Linked DNA regions of Nomascus leucogenys: region 2 is linked to region 1. A link is a contact called in public Hi-C data. All regions are on one chromosome and are shown on one strand. The core of a region is the stretch at or near the end of the contact, and the rest is flanking DNA. Distances in the headings are between cores, read along the strand shown. Region 1 holds the start of BABAM1 (BRISC and BRCA1-A complex member 1). Region 2 holds the start of HAUS8 (HAUS augmin-like complex subunit 8).

Region 1 (5,162 bases), core at 2,305-4,804:
GCAGTGAGCCAAGGTTGCGCCACTGCACTCCAGCCTGGGCAACAGAGCGAGACTCCATCTCAAAAAAAAAAAAAAAAAGATGCTTGGCACGGTAGCTCACGCCTGTAATCCCAGCACCTTGGGAGGCTGAGGCAGACAGATCACGAGGTCAGGAGATTGAGACCATCCTGGCCAACATGGTAAAACCTGGTCTCTACTAAAAAATACAAAAATTAGTTGGGTGTGGCGGTGAGTGCCTGTAATCCCAGCTACTTGGGAGGCTGAGGCAGGAGAATCATTTGAACCAGCGAGCCGGAGGTTGCAGTGAGCTGAGATCACGCCACTGCACTCCAGCCTGGTGACAAAGCGGGACTCTGTCTCAAAAAAAAAAAAAAAAAAAAGAATGTGACCTTATTTGGAATCAGGGTCTCTGCAGATGTAATTAAAGTAAGGGTCTTGAGATAAGATCCTGTTTTGATGACAAGTGTCCTTATAGGAGACAGAAGCGGAGAAGACACAGAGACACAGTGAGAAAGGCTTTATGAGGACTGGACAGAATTAGGCAAAGACAGCCGGGCGCGGTGGCTAACACCTGTAATCCCAGCACTTTGGGAGGCCAAGGTGGGTGGAACACAAAGTCAGAAGATCGAGACTGTCCTGGCTAACACGGTGAAACCCTGTCTCAGTGGCTGGGCGCGGTGGCTCACGCCTGTAATCCCAGCACTCTTGGAGGCCAAGGCGAGTGGATCATGAGGTCAAGAGATCGAGACCATCTTGGCTAACATGGTGAAACCCTGTCTCTAATAAAAAATACAAAAAATTAGCCAGGCGTAGTAGCAGGCGCCTGCAGTCCCAGCTACTCGGGAGGCTGAAGCAGGAGAATGGCGTGAACCTGGGAGGCAGAGCTTGCAGTGAGCCGAGATAGCACCACTGCACTCCAGCCTGGGCGACAGAGCGAGACTCCTTCTCAAAAAACAAAAAAACCAAAAAACAAAACAAAAACAAAAACAAAAAAAACAAGAAACGCCGTCTCTACTAAAAACACAAAAAATTAGCCAGGCACGGTGGCTGGCACCTGTAGCTACTCGGGAGGCTGAGGCAGGAGAATGGCATGAATCTGGGAGGCGGAGGTTGCAGTGAGCCGAGATCACGCCACTGCACTCCAGCCTGGGTGACAGAGCAAGACTCCACCTCAAAAAAACAAAAAAAATTGGGCAAAGACTAGAGTGATGCAGCCACAATCCAAGGAATGCCAGGAGCCACGAGAGGCTAGAATAGCAAGAAAGGGTCAGGTGGGGTGGCTCATGCCTATAATCCCGGCACTTTGGGAGGCCAAGGCAGGCGGATCACCTAAGGTCAGGAGTTCGAGACCAGCCTGGCCAATGTGGTGAAACGCTGTTTCTACTAAAAATACAAAAATTAGCCGGGCATTGTGGTGGGCACTTGTAATCCCAGCTACTTGGGAGGCTGAGGCACGAGAATTGCTTGAACCAGGGAGGCAGAGGTTGCAGTGAGCCAAGATCGTGCCATTGCACTCCAGCCTGGGCAACAAGAGCAAAACTCCATCTCAAAAAAAAAAAAAAAAAAAAAAAAGACAGACAAAATGAAGAGGCAAGAAAGAATCCTCCCTTAGAGCCTCCAGAGAGACTGTGGCCCTGCCGACACCTGACTTCTGGCCCCAAGAACTGTGAGAGAATAAATTTCTCTTGTTGAAAGCTACCAAGTCCATGGTGACTTGTGGCAGCCACAGGTAACTAATACAAAGGGAATGTTTGCAGAGTGAATCCCAAAAGACAAGATGCTAGGTTCCCTAGCATCTCAGAGCCCCAGGCCACCCCCTCTACTTACCACTTTCTCTGGACAGTTGACCCTTGGTGTCCGAATTTGGACCTCAGGGGCTGGCGGGGGCACCTGCCAGGACTTAGGGCCGACTCCTGAAGTGTTGGGGCTCCCATCGTCAGCACTGGCGGCCTCACCCTCACCCTCGCTGCGGCTGCCCACACTGGCCTGTGCCCCCACTGCGCGGTCCTCAGCCCCTTCAGGATTGGAGCGAGTGCGGGGCCGAGGCTCTGCCGAGTGCTCCTCTTCCTCCTCCTCCTCTTCAGTGGGGCTGCTGGGCTCTGCCACTTCCATGGCTCCTGTGTGGCTAGATGGAACACGGACAGGGGAAGCCAGAATCCTCCCCTTGGGAGTTTTAAAAGCATTTGGTTATGGTCAGGCGCGGTGGCTCACGCCTGTAATCCCAGCACTTTGGGAGGCTGAGGCAGGCGGATCACCTCAGGTTGGAAGTTCGAGACCAGCCTGACCAACATGGAGAAATCCTGTCTCTACTAAAAAGACAAAATTAGCCGGGCGTGGTGGCGCATGCAGATAATCCCAGCTACTCGGGAGGCTGAGGCAGGAGAATCGCTTGAACCCGGGAGCGGAGGCTGCGGTGAGCCGAGATCCCGCCATTGCACTCCATCCTGGGCAAAAAGAGCGAAACTCCGTCTCAAAAAAACAAAAAAAAACAAAAAAACGTGGTTACTAAGAAGGAAGAGGGGCGATGAGCCGCTTACTGATGATGAGTCACTCCTCTTAGGGAGTCAGTTTCCTCAGCTGTAGAATGGGTGTCTTTTACACCTATCAGCCGAGCAGCCACTCCGACATAAGATAACAGTCCCCCCTCTTTTTTCCTTTTTTTTTTTTTTTTTAACGTAGTGCTAGCCCCATGCCCCTACTCGGCCAATGAGCACATCCCAGCTCTCTGGCCACTGAAAATGGCTCAGGGATGGGTACATGACCCAAATCAGGCCATTGAGTGGCAGCTCTGCAACTTCTGACAGTGCCATCAAGGAAAAGAGACTCTCATTAGAGTTGCAGAGCTGGGAGAATAAAGTTGAGAGCTGCGAGGGAACCCTTTTGCCTCTAAGGTAAAAAGCGAAATGGTCTCCACCCAGAAAACTGCAGATCGAATTCTGACCACCTGGACCCAGCTCCTATTAGACCCAATCTATAAGCCACTAACTTCCTTTTTCTTCCTTAAGCCAAATTGAGTAGGGTTTTCTGTTACCTAAAACTGAAAATGTCTTGGTGAATAAAGGAATAATAACCTCTAGGACACCCTCGTGCCTAACGGGTGTCTGCATGAGGGAGAAGCAAAATATTAGTACTGTGGTTCCCTTGGAGAGAAACAGGACGCGAATGGAGCAGTTGGTCTATCTGGGCAATAGGCACGGGCTTCCCAAGATGGTCTTTGAGCGCCTTGCAGTCCCCACACCTCTAAGGAAAACAAAGCTTTAGCGGCAGCAAGAAGGATGGACGCTACACTGCAGGAGAAACCAGAAATAAAGGCGGAAGCCCCAGGAAAGGCGAGGACCTGGATCTCTTGGGGCAAAGGGAGCTGGGTCCCTAGGAACGGACCCCGCACGCTTTCACCACCCAACTTCGGCTCACCGTAGCCTGAGCCTCCTTCTAAATCAGCCGCCGACTCTCTAGGAAGCCGCCATCTTTACAGCCGGAAGTTGTGCGGCGCAGCCCCGACGTCTCCTGGGAAATGTAGTTCAGCGGGCTGCAGAACAAGCGGAGACAGAAACTGGTTGAGACTAGGGAGAACTTGGAAGCTGATCGGCTGAAACTGGGCTAGGGGGTGGGGTTTGGAGTGAGAGCAGCCTGGAGCTGGGTGCTACGGGACCTGGAATGTGATTGGCTACACTGGAGCAAAGTATGAAATGTGATTGGATTAAAAAAATTAGTGAATTTTTTTGTTCTTGGCCGAATCAGACTACAATGGTCAGTGCTTCTACCCTGACAGGCTGAAACGGGGAATAGGGGTGGAGCTTGCAATGTGATAGGCTAAGAGGGACGGAGAAGCCCGATTTAGGGAAAGAGGAGGAGCTGATTGGTGATTGGTGGAGCTGGCTTGAGCCTACGTGTGGGGCAGGTATTCTCATGTGGGTGTGGCCTGAGCATCCAGGGCCCTTCCCAATTACTTAATTCTTGTTCGTTATTTTACATATATTTGCATGAATCAAAAAATACTTACTCTGGTCTTATTGGGTCACTGTAGGTGGAGCGAAGCTAAGTCGGACCTATTTCGAGCCTGCCTCCTTTTTCATGGCTTTTTTTTTTCCTTATTTTTAGAGACGGGGTATCTATCGCTCTGTCGCCCAAACTAGACTGCAGTCACGCGATCCTGGCTAGTCACTACAGCCAAGCGATTTCTCAAGTAGCTAGGACTATAAACGAGGACCACCGCATCAGGCTAAACCAGGCTTCGTTACTTTTTTTTTTTTTTTTTTTTTTTTTTTTAAAGACAGAGGCTCAGTCTGTCCCCCAGGCTGCCGTTGTCTTCTTAGTGCACACTTTCTCTCTTAGTTCCAGGAATATTTACTTATTTTTATTTTTTTGAGACAGAGTCTTGCTCTGTCGCCCAAGTTGGAGTGCAGTGGGTCAATCTCGGCTCACTGCAACCTCCACCTCCAGGGTTCAAGTAATTCTCCTGCCTCAGCCTCCCAAGTAGCTGGGATTAGAGGCATGCACCACCAGGCCCGGCTGAGATATATATATGTATTTTTTTTGTATTTTTAGTAGAGCTGGGTTTTTGTTGTTTTTTTTTTTTTCGTTTTTGTTTTTGTTTTTTTGAGATGGAGTCTCGCTGTGTCGCCTAGAGCGGCTCTTTGAAGGCTCTAAGCCTTTGCCCAGGCAGTTCCTTCTGCCTGGAATGCTGTTCCTCCTGTTGCTTTTCTGGCAAGTTCTTTATCCTTCAAAGCTCACCTTACACAGCCCCTCCGGCTATTCTCGAATTAGAGCCTGGCCAATGTGGCCGGCTTCTCTGACTCTTTAAAAAAAAAAAAACTGAGGGGTTGGGGGCAGTGGCTCACACCTATAATCCCAGCATTTTGGCAGGCCGAGGTGGGTGGATCACGAAGTCAGGAGTTCGAGATCAGCCTGGCCAATATGGTGAAACCCCGTCTCTACTAAAAATACAAAAAATTAGCTGGGTGTGGTGGCACGCACCTGTAATCACAGCTACTCAGAAGGCTGAGGCAGAAGAATCGCTTGAACCCAGGAGGTGGAGGTTGCAGTGAGCCAAGATCGCGCCACTGCACTCGCGCCACTGCACTCCAGCCTGGGTGACAGAACAAGATTCCATCTAAAAAAATAAAATAAATAAATAAACTGAGGCTTCAAGTGGCTCTTAA
Region 2 (5,571 bases), core at 137-2,636, 190 kb after region 1:
AACCGAGTTGGGACCCTCTGGCTGGAAAGTGTCCCCACCGGCTCCCACCTCAGACAAAGAGGCAGAGAAGCCATCCCTTAAAGACCCCTGGCCTCCAGGGTGCTCAGGAAAGAAAGGAGGGCTCGTGGCTGTCGTGCCTCTCCAGGGCTGAGCTCAGAGCAACCGAGGGACAGATTTCCTGTATGTCGTTTTACCCATTTAAGTCCAAGGATGAGCTCTGCGGAGGTGGCGACAGTCCTGTACATGAGGGTGCATGCACACTCCCTCTTGAAACACAGTTCCGGCCCCACAACCGGCCCTGAGGTCCCTTCCTTGGATCCAGGGAATCCCAGAATCCCGCTTGTCCTGTCTTAAGGGGAGGGTGGTGAAGTTTCCAAGACGAGGACACTGGCACAGAGGGTGTTGGAACTCGTCCCAGGTCACCCAGCTGTTAAGTGTGAAGTCAGGAGGGACGTGAATCAAGAGGGGAGGGTGGGAGGACGGAATCTCCAGGGGCTGCACCTCAACATCTATCTGCATGGGGCCACTCTAACCCCTTCCTTCTCTTCCCTCCTCTCCGGGCCCTCCCTCCCTAAGCCTACCCTCAGTTCTTACCATGACTTCTACTCCGTTTACTTCCCTTCCAGCTCCCATTTCCCCGATTCCCGATAGCCGGCTGCCGCATCAGTTAGTTCAGAACCCCCCGCATTTACTGAGCGCCCACTGGGGGCCAGGCGCCGCCCTCTTCTCAGGCACCCTTCCTTCAATCGCGCAGGCAGACGTCCCCAGATCGGTCTCGCACCCCTTCCCCCCAACCGCACCCCGGCTGTCCCGCCACTGGCCTTGCCCACTCCCCTAGCCTGGGCCTCTCGTTCCCGCCTCCGTGCCTCCCCACAACGCCGTTTCCTGCGACCCCCCAATTACCACTTAAGCCACGTCCTCTTCAGAGAAGCTGCTCAAAGCCACAAGACTCACCCCCCCCACGCCCGCGAACTCCCTCACCAGCTCCATCCCCATCCACTTTCTCCTTCACCGTCTCGCTTCCACCTCATCCCCAGCAACCTCTTCAAGACCCCCAGGCTCGTTCCCGCCCCCTCGACCCCTGCCGTCGCGTCCCCCATCAGCCCTCAGCTCCGTCCCTCTTCTGCGCAGCCCCCAAAGGCAGGCTTCGAGCTCGAGTCGCCAATCCGAGGCCGCCTGGAACTCACCTGGCCTCGGCCGCCGCGCGCCGCCGGTCCCGGGCCGGGTCCCCGGCCGGACGACCGCCTGCCCGCCCGCCGCTGCTCCGGCCGCTCCGCCCCGCCGCGCCCGCCGCTCCCGCCGCTCCCGCCGCTCCCCCGCGCGCTCCCGCTTCCGGGTTCCGGAGGGGCGGGGACGGGGGCGTGACGCCAGCGCGCCTAGGGGCGGGGCATCGCGAAAAGCCCCGCCCCTACTTTCCGACAGATCAGGCCCCACCCACCGCCCCCACCCCCTACCGCCGATGGTGGGCGAGACCAAGCGCGAGGGGAGGACAGGCGGAGCGCGCGTCTAGGGCTGCGCTCTCCACACTTAGCTGGCGCTGCCTCACGCCTCGCAGCCACCCCTCCTGCGACTCCATAAATGGTCCGACCCGCAAGCAAGGGGGCGGGTCCGGCTTTGAAAAGCCGGCGGGTCGGGCCTTGAGGAGGAAGGCGGGAAAATGGCGGATTCCTCTGGGCGCGGCGCTGGGTGAGCTGGGGCGTCCGCAGGTCTGGATTTGTAGACGCCAGAGGGCTGGAGAGGATGAGCAGCGGAGTTGGGGAGTGGGGACCCTCGGGGTGAGTTCGGGTTCGACCCCGCCAGGAACTGCGCGGGCCCCTGAAGACCCCGATGGCGTGCTGCCTCTGCGCATGCTCCGGAGCGCAGACACCCAACCGGCCCCGAGTTCCGCGTCCTCGGCTGGGACGGTGGGCGATCTCGGGCAAGCGGCCTGACCGCCCAGTGCCTCGCTTTCCTCCGCTACGAAATGGGGCCGATGACGCAGCTCAACCTCGTAGGCGTCGCGTGAGGCTGAAACGCGCTTAGATCGGCGCCTCGGTCTTTACTGTGATGTCGCTCTCGGAATTATCGTTATGCAGTGAACAAGTGGTGGGAGACCAAAGTGTCCCCTTTGATCCTCCCACGCGCTTTATTCTGTGCTCCCAGTTTACTGAGGAGATGATGGAGACCCAGGGAAGGGAAGTGACTTGCCTAGGGTAACACACCATGAACAAGAAAGAAGTTGAATGCTGACCGAGAGCTAGGCATGAATGATCCTGAGGCTATATTTGTCTAGTTTTGTTAATTCTGCCAGTGTTGATTGTGCCAGGTGCAAACTGAAGTGAAATTGGCCAGCAAGAGGAATCCACCGCCCCTTGCCGTAACCGATAGATTGACAGTAGCACCTCCCAGGTACAGGTGCAGTACCTGAGTCTCGCACAGGTTGTAGGGACCCCCCTCAGGTCGCAGCAGGTTCACCCAGGAGCCCATTCGGTTTGAGGCCACAGCCCTAGCTCAGTCCCCCGAGGGAGTCTGTGCTCTTGTCTCTTTCTGGCTCTGAGACTGCCCCGGGGGTGACCTGTGTAAAACCTGTGTGTCTTTGTTTTGCAGAGAGGAAAAAGCAGGTGTGAACAGTTAGGAAGCTGTCGGGTTAGGAGGATCCTGTGGGCGAGCACAGCTGCTGGCACCTGGCGAACATTTGCTAAGTTGCCTCTCCCTGCGGTGGCCTGGAAGTGTCCCCAGCATTGCCTGGGTCTCACTTTGGGGTCCTGGGAGCCCCCTTCAGAGGAGGTGGCCGCAGGGACCAGTGGAGCCACCCTTGGAGATGGGAGCAGGAGTTACAGTGCCCTGGCCTTGGCCCTGCCCCTCCACTTGCCCACCTACTTGCCCCTCCTGTGTTGCTGGTGTCTGTTCTTGGATCCCTTCTCTTCCCACCAGCTCAGGCTGAAATCCTGAAACCCCTAGTCATCCCAGATTCTCCCTCTCCTGCACCCCCACAGCTGATGAGTCAGCGATTCCTATCTCAGGCTCCCTTCTTTCCTATTACATCAGGCTTCATTCTATTTTTATTTTTTTAAATTTATTTATTGAGACGGAGTCTCACTGTCGCCCTGGCTGGAGTGCAATGACGTGATCTCGGCTCACTGCAACCTCTGCCTCCCGGGTTCAAGTGATTCTCCTGTGTCAGCCTCCCGAGTGGGTGGGACTACAGGTGCATGCCACCACCCCGGCTCATTTTTGTATTTTTAGTAGAGATGGGGTTTCACCGTGTTAGCCAGGATGGTCTCCCAGATAAAGATCCCCTCCTGACCTCGTGATCCACCTGCCTCAGCCTCCCAAAGTGAGGTACCTGCTGGGACCACTCCTCATACCTGCCTGTCAAGATGTTGATCTTTCTTTTTGGGAAGGAGCTCTGTCTTGTTACCACTGTGTCTCTACTGGTGTACATGAATGAATGAACCCAGGGATAATTTGAGATCTGCTGTGGTCTCTTCCACGGAGCTCTAATTACCCTCCTCTCTTCTCAGTTTGGGTGTTCACCTATGCCTTCTTGCCCAGGTGACCAGGGCTGGCTGCTCCTTGTGTCTCGCTTCCTGTTGAGATGGCCCAGGCTCACTGAAATTGTCCTCGGGCAGCCCTCGGACTGGGCTGTCTGAGCTTCAACTAGCAGAGGCACCTCGCCGGCTTCCCTGTGCTTCTTGGGCAGTGAGATGAACAAGACCTCTCTCTCTTCTCTTGTAGGAAGCCTGCAACCGGCCCCACAAATCCTAGCAGCGCCAAGAAGAAGGAGAAAAGAGTTCAAGGTGAGCAGTGTCAGGATCTCTTTGAGGAACATGGTTTTCTTCTTTCATTACATGCTTTTGGAGGAAGAAAAAAACAGGCCAGAGAAGGGGCCTATTATGGCTTTACTTGCTTGTAGTCACACCTCTGGGGATTCTGGGTCTGGCCATCCCAGCCCTGTGGCGAGGGCTGTGTCAGGAATGGTGGTCATTTTGAGCAGTGGCTTCCCTTGGCGGCCATGGGGGTCATGGGCTGTGTCCAGGACATGTCCCCTGGAAGCGTGGGTGTGGAGACCATGGAGATCATTATCTAAAATCAAACTCTTTTTTTTTTTTTTTTTTGTGAGACAGGTTCTCACTATGTTACCCAGGCTGGTCTCGAACTCCTAACCTCAAGTGATCCTCCCGCCTCCGCCTCCCAAAGTGTTGGGATTATAGGCATTAACCACTGGCCCTGGCCTCAAATCAAACTCTCAATTCCCACTGCATAAGTGTGTCAGTCTCATGAGGGGTGCCTGTATGTCTGATTTCCACCTATCGGTCTGGGGTCACCATTAACGGCCTCCCGTATGAGCCAAGATCGCACCACTGCACTCCAGCTTGGGTGACAGAGTGAGACTGTCTCAAAACAAAAAAAAAAAAAAGGAAATGTGGCCGGACACGGTGGCTCACGCCTGTAATCCCAGCAGTTTGGGAGGCCAAGGTGGGTGGATCACAAAGTCAAGAGTTCAAGACCAGCCTGACCAACATGGTGAAATCCATTCTACTAAAAATACAAAAATTAGCCGGGCATGGTGGTAGGTGCCTGTAATCCAAGCTACTCAGGAGGCTGAGGCTGGAGAATGGCTTGAACCTGGGAAGTGGAGGTTGCTGTGAGCTGAGATCGTGCCACTGTACTCCAACCTGGGTGGCGAGCAAAACTCCATCTCAAAAAAAAAAAAAAAAAAAAAGGAAATACTCGGCTTGCATGGTAGATTCTGGAGTCCATCGTTGGAGGCCAAGACTATGATACAATGAGGTATTTTCTCAGTGTGTACAGTGTCGCAGGGCCCAATTCAGCGAGCTTAGAGCAGGATTTTATTTCCAAGTGAGGCAAGGTTTGTATGTTTCAGCGTTGCTGGGTGAGTTGTCTTTTTATTTCCTGACCACTTATTCCCAGGTTCTAAACATCACATGTTAATCTCGCATATAACAGCTATAATATATATGAGCTACCTCGTTCTTGGACAAGAATTGTATCCTTCTTTATAATGTTGCTTCTGTGGAAAATTCAGCCTGTTTATTTATTTGTCTATTTATTTTTTTGAGATGGAGTCTCACTGTGTCACCCAGGCTGGAGTGCAGTGGCGTGATCTCGGCTCACTGCAGCTCCCGCCTCCCAGGTTCAAGCGATTCTCTGCCTCAGCCTCCCGAGTAGCTGGGAGCATGCCACCATCCTGGCTCATTTTTGTATTTTTAGTAGAGACAGAGTTTCACCATGTTGGCCAGTCTGGTCTCAAACTTCTAACCTCAAGTGATCCGTCCACCTCGGCCTCCCAAAGTGCTGGGATTACAGGCGTGAGCCACCACGCCTGGCCAGGCTGTTTAAAACAAACAGTTGTATCCTAGTTTTCAGGAAACTTGAAAGTGCTTTTGTTTCCCCACCATCCAAGGCAGCCCAAGCCTGAGATCCTCCTTGTTGAGCAAAACTGTTTGTTGATGCTACTAGAAAGACCCAGGCTGGATGGTCTTTCTGCTGGGAGCTGGGGATGTCCTTTCTCTCAGCCATTTGATCGCCATCCAGGGGAGACTCTTTTTGTGGCCTGGTTGTCCCTGG

The links. Hi-C and Micro-C count contacts between places; a contact is called where the count stands out from the background.
Region 2: a contact with region 1 is called in a Hi-C map of a lymphoblastoid cell line, with 6 times the contacts expected there. The contact joins the promoter of HAUS8 here to the promoter of BABAM1 in region 1. A contact is called at or near these places in 2 of 4 Hi-C or Micro-C datasets (both in a lymphoblastoid cell line).

Annotation. Positions count from the first base shown.
Region 1 is chr10:53,905,702-53,910,863 of Asia_NLE_v1, forward strand. It overlaps BABAM1 (BRISC and BRCA1-A complex member 1), which reads right to left and starts at 3,555. Exons shown (of 9, transcript XM_030820488.1): 1 at 3,415-3,555; 2 at 1,828-2,163. The coding sequence starts at 2,112.
Region 2 is chr10:54,099,405-54,104,975 of Asia_NLE_v1, forward strand. HAUS8 (HAUS augmin-like complex subunit 8) reads left to right here and starts at 1,387. Exons shown (of 11, transcript XM_003275801.3): 1 at 1,387-1,686; 2 at 3,718-3,779. The coding sequence starts at 1,658. MYO9B (unconventional myosin-IXb) reads right to left here and starts at 1,285. Exons shown (of 40, transcript XM_030820503.1): 1 at 1,188-1,285.